2 separate regions of the Oryctolagus cuniculus genome follow, and region 1 is linked to region 2. The links are chromatin contacts, called in public Hi-C maps. All regions are on one chromosome and are shown on one strand. Each heading gives the region's core, a stretch centred on a gene start, on an enhancer-like site or on the middle of the called end of the contact. The rest is flanking DNA. Distances are from core to core; before and after follow the strand shown.

Evidence for each region. A called contact is a pair of places that touch in the nucleus more often than the background predicts.
Region 1: a contact with region 2 is called in a Hi-C map of an unstated tissue, with 3 times the contacts expected there. The contact joins the promoter of CTSB here to the enhancer-like site in region 2. A contact is called at or near these places in 2 of 6 Hi-C or Micro-C datasets (ear pinna and an unstated tissue).

The regions. Positions count from the first base shown.
Region 1 is chr2:42,688,005-42,691,828 of mOryCun1.1, forward strand. It overlaps CTSB (cathepsin B), which reads left to right and starts at 1,558. Exons shown (of 10, transcript XM_002709436.5): 1 at 1,558-1,699. It overlaps LOC138848446 (a long non-coding RNA gene), which reads right to left and starts at 1,510. Exons shown (of 3, transcript XR_011386234.1): 1 at 1,075-1,510.
Region 2 is chr2:42,642,586-42,646,590 of mOryCun1.1, forward strand. No RefSeq gene overlaps it. Among named protein-coding and RNA genes, the nearest start is that of CTSB, 45 kb to the right of the region's middle. Within about 2 kb of position 2,391, at least 4 of the 8 cell types and tissues checked have an H3K27ac peak or open chromatin away from gene starts, as enhancers often do. A contact at or near this core is called in ear pinna, where this site is marked.

The DNA of each region.
Region 1 (3,824 bases), core at 308-2,807, 45 kb after region 2:
CTAGAACCTAACAGTAACTTACTAGAACTTTCCTGGGTTCCCTTTTCTGCCTCTGTAACATGGTGTAGGGGAGGTGGGGGGCTTCCTCATTTCACCAGGTGCTGATTTTCCTTAGACCATGTGTCTTGGGTGGCTGTTGTAGCGCAGTAGGTTAAGCTATGCTAGGGATGCCCACATCCTCTGTCAGGGAGCTGGGCTGAGTCTCGGCTCCTCTGCTTCAGATTCAGCTTCCTGCCAATGCTTCCTCAGAAGCAGCAGATGGTGGCCCAAGCTTGGGCCCTGCCACCCTCATGGGAAACCTGGATGGAGTTCCAGGCTCCTGGCTTCAGCCTGGCCCAGCCCTGGCTGCCATGGGAATACAGGGAGTGGGCCAGCAGATGGAAACACTCTGTCTGGTGGAGATGATAGGGTGGCTCGGGCCCATCTCTCCCCAACAAGCACCCCCAAACCTCTCTAGCCCTCACAACAAGCTTGCAAGGTAGGCTTGACCCCAGTTTCATTTAGGAGACCCGGAAAAGTCTGGCACCTGACCCAGGCAGGAGAAGGCTGCGAGCTGTGGGTCCGGCTGACTGCAGGAGGCTGGCCCTCTGCCGTAGGTACAGATGCCCAGCCATCAGCTGTCACACAGCTCCTGAGCCTGCCCTGGCCCATCAGGGAGCCTTCTCCTGCCTGGATCAGGTGCCAGACTTTTCTGGGTCTCCTAAATGAAACCAGGGTCATGCCTACCTTGCAAGCTTGTCATGAGGGCTAGGGAGGTTTGGGGGTGCTTGTGGGGGGGAAATGGGCCTGAGACACCCTACCATTTCCACCAGCCTCTCCAGCAAAAAAATAAATAAATAAATAAATAAAAACACCCTGTGCTGGTTGCCTATGTCCCTGTTCAGACTCTGCTTGGCCCCACTGTGTAGCAGCCCTTCCTCCCTCTGGTGCCGGGCAGGCCCTCTGGGAACCTAGCATCAGACAAGGTGGTCCCAGAGGGTGGCCAGCTCCCACACGGAAAGGCCAGGCAAGGTCCGATTCTACTTCTAGGTTTTCCAGGTGTGTAGGCGCAGGGTCCTAGCTGCTATGACTTACCTGGGGGGAAGAGGCAGTCTAGTTCCTGCGCCTGTTTTGGGGGGAGAAAGGTCCGCCAGATCTGGCGAGCACGCTTTCTTGGGCTCGAAGTTCTCAGCACGCCAGTGCACTGCATTTGGGTGCCTTGTCCTGAATCTCCACAACACTCTCTCAGAACGTTAGCGCTAAAGGAGCCCCGCGTTAAGGCTCCTCTGTGAGGCTGGCTGTCCCCACACCTGCAGCCCCAGCCTCTGCTCTGCGAATGGATGGCAACATGCAGACATCCCGCAGCTTTGCCTGATGGGGACCTGGGCCCACTTGTGCGCCTCCCGCCCGCGGCAGGTCCCCCTGGAAGCCGGGGGGACGCTCCTCTGGCCCGTGCGCCCTGGGCTCCGAGCGGCCCCCGCCGGGTCTCCCGGAACCGAGGCCCGGCGGGGCAGGCGGGGCAGGAGCCGGGGCAGGGGTGCGGGGCGGGGCGGGGCGGGCGCGGCGTCACGTGACGAGTCAGCCGGGCGGCGGGCGGGGCCGGCTGGGTAAAAGGGCGCGGGGCGGACTGCGGGAGCTACGGCGGCTGCTCGGCTCCGGCTGCGGCGCGGCGGCGGCGGGCGCGAGGAGGCTGCAGGCCCGGCTCTCACGGCTGCGCTCGGTGAGTCGGCGCTGGAGGCGCGCGGGCCTGGGTGGCGGCGCCGCGGCGGCGGAAAGTGACCTTGGCCAGGCCTGGGGGCCCGGCTGGCGGAGGAGAGCCACCCTTGGGGCCGTCGCTGCGATGCCAGCTGGGGTGGCCCCGGGCCGCCTTTGCGCCATCGCTGGGCGCAGTGACCCTGGGCCTGCTCGGCTCACACCCAGGGCCCGCCCCGAGTGGGGTTGCCGGGGCGCGCCGATCAGACCCCGGCCTCGGGGCTCTTGGGGACACAGTCCCGGGCTCAGAGCACCCCGTCTGCCTGCGTGGTCGCTTTTTTCTCGTTCTGAAGAGCTTGACTGCGCACAATCTCCACACCATTCCTGGAGTCCCAGGAGTCGGGTCCCTTCGAAAACAGAAACCTGGAACTGGGTGGCTAGGGTGGAACCGGCACGAGGAGGAGTGCGATTCATAAACAGGAAGAGAAACTGAGCGGAGAGGAGAGGAGCCCGTCCCGGACTTGGGGGCCCCAGGCTGTCCCCGGGGTGCCGGGGGCAGGGCTGTGGGAGGGGAAGCAGGGTGTTTGCCTGGGACTTCACCTCTGCCCTCTGCTCCTGGCCCTGAGGAGCAGCTGGGGAGGGGGACGACGGGTGGGCAGGCAGACCGGGGGAAGTGAACTGGACCCTGCTTGTTTGCGGGTGCAGGTGTGAGGTGCAGGACTGTGGCTCTGGCATTCTTCATCCGACCTGGGAGGGACCCCATTGCCTAGTGGTGGAGCGAGTGAGGTTGCGGAATGCAGGGGACCACCTAGCACCTCGGGTCTCTTAGGAACACATCTCCGGGTGTCTCTCGCCAGAGGAGACCGGCAGAGGTGCGGCCACCGGGCCGGGGTCACTGGGAGGTAGGTGAAGAGGAGCTGGCTGAGGAGAGGCCACTCCTTCCCTGCCATCCTTTCGTTGATGGAGGACACCGCTTCCGCTTGGCTCCGGTGATGGAGACCTGGAGAAGCGCAGGGCTGCCTATGCTGCGAAGCCGTTTCAGAAAGTCGGAGGAGCCCTGCAGAACAGTGGAGAAAACCCCCGGGGGTTCTGCTGATGGCACAGGTGCAGGGCCCTCTGGGGTTGCTTCCGAGGCCCTGGCTCCCCGGGTGTCCCGAGGCTGGCTCGGGCAGCACAGCCCTGTTTCCAAGCTGCTTGGATTCGGGCGTGGGTGGGAGCCCTTTGGCTCCAGGGCGAAATTGCCCCTGTGGTGCTGACTCAGCAGCTGGGGCCGAGGTCCTTGCTTCTTTTCTTTCCCCAACTGCTGGGTCTGGGAGTTACACACATTCAGGGTAGGGTAGAAGACATTTTATTCGGCTATTGGCAGTGGATTGGAAAGTAGAGGGAGACCACTATTGCCTGATTTTCTTTTAAAATTTTATTGTACTTGAATGGCAGAGACAGAGGTTCTGTCTCTTCTTCACTCACTTCCCCCAGATGCGCGCAGCAACCCAGACTAGGCCAGGTTGAAGCTACAACCTGAAACTGAATCGGGGTCTCACTAGCCTGGCAGGACCCGAGTAGCTGAGCCTGCTGCCTCCCAGGATGCTCCCTACGAGAAAGCCGGCAGCCGTGGAGCTGGGTTTCACACCCAGGCACCCTCACGGGATGCCACGGCTTGACTGCCCACCGTGTGTGGTTTCCTTAGAGGCAGTGGCGAGTTGTGTGGAATACCCACACTGGGGAGAGAGGAGGCCGCACAGGGCTGCTGCCCGCTTGTGCTGCTCTGGCCCAAGGAAAGTATCAGAAATCCGTGAGGCTGAACTATGCGAAATGAGTGCTTTTGCCCTTCACAGAGTTGTCAGGCAGGGAGGGTGCTGAGTGTGTATGGGGGTGTATTTGCTCACTGAATATTGGGGTGCAGTCAGCAGTGCACACCTGGTCCCGCTCCAGGAACTAAGGGAGGCTGTGTGGCTGCGGATGTTTTCATTCCACCCTGGTCTGTGTGGGAGGGGCGGTGCAGGGATGGAGCATGGCCACACCTGGAACCAGACCCCCTGAAATCTCACGGGTTCAGGCCCTTGCCCCTCCCCTACAGACCTGGGGCCACCCAGTCTCAGGGTTACCTGGGACCAGGTAAGCAGCCCCCCTGTGAGGCAGCGGGTTCTTGGCGT
Region 2 (4,005 bases), core at 1,141-3,640:
CCGGTTGCACCACTTCCAATCCAGCTCCCTACTGATGACCTGGGAAAGCAGTGGAAGACAGCCCAAGTCCTTGGGCCCCTGCACTCATGTGGGAGACCCGACCCCTGACTCCTGGCTTCGGATCAGCCCAGCTGCAGCCATTGCAGCCATTTGGAGAGTGAATCAGCAGATGGAAGATCTCTCTCTCTCTCTCTGTGTCTCTCCCTCTCTCTGTAACTCTGCCTCTCAAATAAAAAAATAAATCTTAAAAAAAAAAGATATTCTGAAATCCAGCTGACACTATGAAAATGCTATCTCAGGATTGAGTGTTTTTCAGCAACCAACATTGACATGCCACAGTGCTGAGTAACATATGTAGTACTGTGGCTGGTACCCAAGACGGCCCCATAAGCCCCATCTCCTGGCGTTCATGCCTGTGTGGTAACCGATGGGATACTGCAGAAATGATAACATGTGGCCTCTAAGGCAAGGTCCTAGAAGACGTGGACACTTTTTTCTTGCTCTCTGCTCACTCGCTCTGGGTAAGACCGGCCATCAAGGCAAGAGACCATCACAGCCCCGGTAAAGAGAGACTGAGCAGAGCTGCCAGCAGCCGGTACCAGCTTGCCAGCCCTGGGCAAGGCCTCAGGGAAGCGGGTCCCCAGCCTCTGTCAACCCTCCAACCCCACAGACACCAGTGAGCACCCTGCCTGCGATTCCCCGAGAGAGCCTGCGCCACCACAGCCTGGCTGCACTGCTCCCACAGTCCTGCTCCAGATCCACGGGGGATGAGAACCCACTGGTGTCTTCAAGCACTCGGTCCTGGGCCAGCTATGGCTCCACGGAAGATAATTTAACACAATGGCAATGGGCAGAGCCCTAAACACGAGGCACAAGAGCTAAGTTTCAGTTCCCACCCTTTCACTTCTGCGGTGCCATGTACTTCTTTGAGCTTCAGTTATCTTTAAAAAATGGGGGAAGTGGGGGCCAAGTGTTTAGCCCAGCAGCTAAGATGCCCCCGTCCCACTGGGTTCCACGCCTGGCTCGGGCTCCTGACACCTGCTTCCTGCGAATGCACCATGGGAGGCAGCCGGTGATGGCTCAGGTGCTTGGGCTCCTGCACCCATGTAGGAGACCCGGATTAAGTTGCCAGCTCCTTGGTTTGGCCTGGCCCAGCCCCAGCTGTTTTGGGCATTTGGGAAGTGAACCAGCAGATAGGAGCTCACTGAGTCTTTCTCCCTCTCAAATAAACAAGTGAATTCTAAAACCAAATATGAAGATGCTGACTTCCCAAGTTTATTTTAAGGATCATAGAGAGCCGCAGGCCCCCGGAAGACCCTTCCCAAGCGCTGGTTCTCGGCTCTGATCACACTGTCCCCACTGTCCGTGACCGTGTGAGATGCACTTGAAACTCCTGGCCTCGGGCTCGCTCATTCTGTGGGTCAGATGGAGCCTGTCCTCAGAGAGGATTTGTAAAAGCAGAAGTAGGAAAAATCGCTGTTGTTAGCATTTCAGGATCTGCCTGGGGGGTGACCAAGGCGGGGGTTCTGTCACATTCTTTCTGCGCTGGTGTCTCCTGGCCACGGGTGGAAAGCAACACAGAGACCGCGGCTGGCGACAGGCCCCCGTGCTGTCGGCTGCCCGAGAGGCATGGCTTTGGGAGGCTCAAACTCCAGAGTGGAGAGGGGCGTGTGATTGCAGGGTCGGGGCCGCTGAGGTCGCTGTGCAGGCCACTCAGAGAGGAAGCAAAACCAAAATCCCCTGAGTAAGGACTTGGGAAGGGACAGCCAGGGTTCGCTGCACTGGGGAGCTTGTGCCCCCCACCCCACCCCCATCCCAGCCTTCGAAGTCCAAGGGCCAGGCCCCGGCGGCGCCCGCAGCCTGCCTGGGAATCCTGCGAGGTGGGAGCTGACCTGCAGATGCCGGGATAGGCTAAGCAAGCAACCCTGGGAAGCTCTGCCTTGGCAGCTGGCACCCCGAGCAAACGGGGTGGGGGAACAGGGACAGGAAATAAAACAAAACCAGGGCCGCGGCCAGCTTCCGCGGCCAAGTTTGCTTCTCTCAAGTTCACGTTTAGCTCCAGCGTTCCAGCCCACCAATATGTAGAGTTACTGTCATACAAAAAGATGTTTTCAAATATTAAAATAATTACCAGTAAGAAAAGTACTTTTAAAAGACAAAAAAATCATTTAATTTTTTTTAAAAAAATCTTGAATCCTTTTATTCAATGTTCCTATCTTCCACCGAGTAAACATAAACACAATACGTGCATTTTGAAAAGTGGAAGGGAGAAAGTCACCGTCCTAACATCTCTGTCCCCTCCCCCTGAGGCCTTGCACACACAGCTGTAACGCACGATCACACCATACGCACAAGGTCTTCACCGAGCCCTTGGGGAAAGTGCATTACGAAAACACTATGCATGGGTTCCAAAAATGCTTGGCTCCTGGGCTGGGAGTTTGGCCTGGCGGTTAAGACACCACATCCAACAACGGAGCACCCAGTGTGGCTGGTGCAGACCCGGGCAGTGGTGGTGCTGTGCTTTGCCGTGTGCCCGGCTCTCAGCCAATGTGGGCATTTGGGGGGGTGAGCCAGCGAGCGATCGGAGCACGCCTGGTCTCTCCGCTTCTAAAATACATAAATAACTGTTTAAAATTTTTGCACCAAAATAAACATATTTTTTTTTTTTGACAGGCAGAGTTTGAGAGAGAGAGACAGAGAGAAAGGTCTTCCTTTGCCGTTGGTTCACCCTCCAATGGCTGCCGCAGCCGGCGCACTGCAGCTGGCGCGTCACACTGATCCGAAGCCAGGAGTCAGGTGCTTTTCCTGGTCTCCCATGTGGGTGCAGGGCCCAAGGACTTGGGCCATCCTCCACTGCACTCCTGGGCCATAGCAGAGAGCTGGCCTGGAAGAGGGGCAACCGGGACAGAATCCGGTGCCCCAACCGGGACTAGAACCTGATGTGCCGGCGCCGCAAGGCAGAGGATTAGCCTAGTGAGCCATGGCGCCCGCCCAAAATAAACATATCTTAATTCCCCTTTTCCAGGAACCTTTTGAAGTCATCTTATACTTTTCCTTTTTGCTCTGATTATATATAAACAATGTCTCAAATTACTTAAAATCTTTAAAATCCTCTTTCTTAATGGCCGCATGGTGGAACATCTGTAATTCTCATGAAAATGCCAAGAATCCTAATGACTTCTGAAGAATACAGCTGATTTTTTAAAAGAAAGCTCCTACATTAGCTTACACGACTGCCATAACAGATCTGCACAGACTGGATGGCTTCAACCAACAGAAACTGATGACCCTGCAGGTCTGGAGGTTATGAGTCTGAAGTTAAGTGTGGTGCACCTCAAAAAGCTCTAGGGAAGAATGCTTCCTTGCCTCCCTCCCAGCTCCCGCCCACGGCCCTCGCTCCCTGTTGTGTGGCTGATCACGCTGAGCTGTCTTCATATCTGCTTTTCTGTGTCTCTGCGTGGCCACTCTTCTCCCAAGGACATTGGTCACTGCATTTAGAGCCCACCCTCACACAGTGCCATCTCAATTATATCTACCGTGAACCAGTTTTCAAGTGAGGTCACACTGAGGTTCCGCGTGGACGTCAGTTGGGAGCAGGGCGGGAGGGGGGCACTATTCAACCCACCGCAGCTACCTTCTGCAAGAATCTGGACCACCAAAAGCTGGCTGTCAAGTGAAGCACTGATGGGCTGCCCACAGCCATTCATTGTAGGAGGCTTGAGTTGACAGAGGTCTTGGAGATGTGTCCAAAGCTCTCATGTCGCCAATAAGAAATTGGAGAGGTGGGTCAGTGGTACAGGGACTTAGCCCAGGAGACTGGAATGTTCTGTGTACTGCACCTCCTATTAAGTTCACATAGTCCATTTCAGGCCCATACGAATTGTAACCAGCATCAGGCAGCTTTTCGTCGCTAAGAGCTTGAGAAGAGCCAACTTATAAAGGGAAATAGGTCACTTGGCTTATAGTTCAGGAGGCTCCCGGGCCCAGAGTGGATGGTCCCCAATG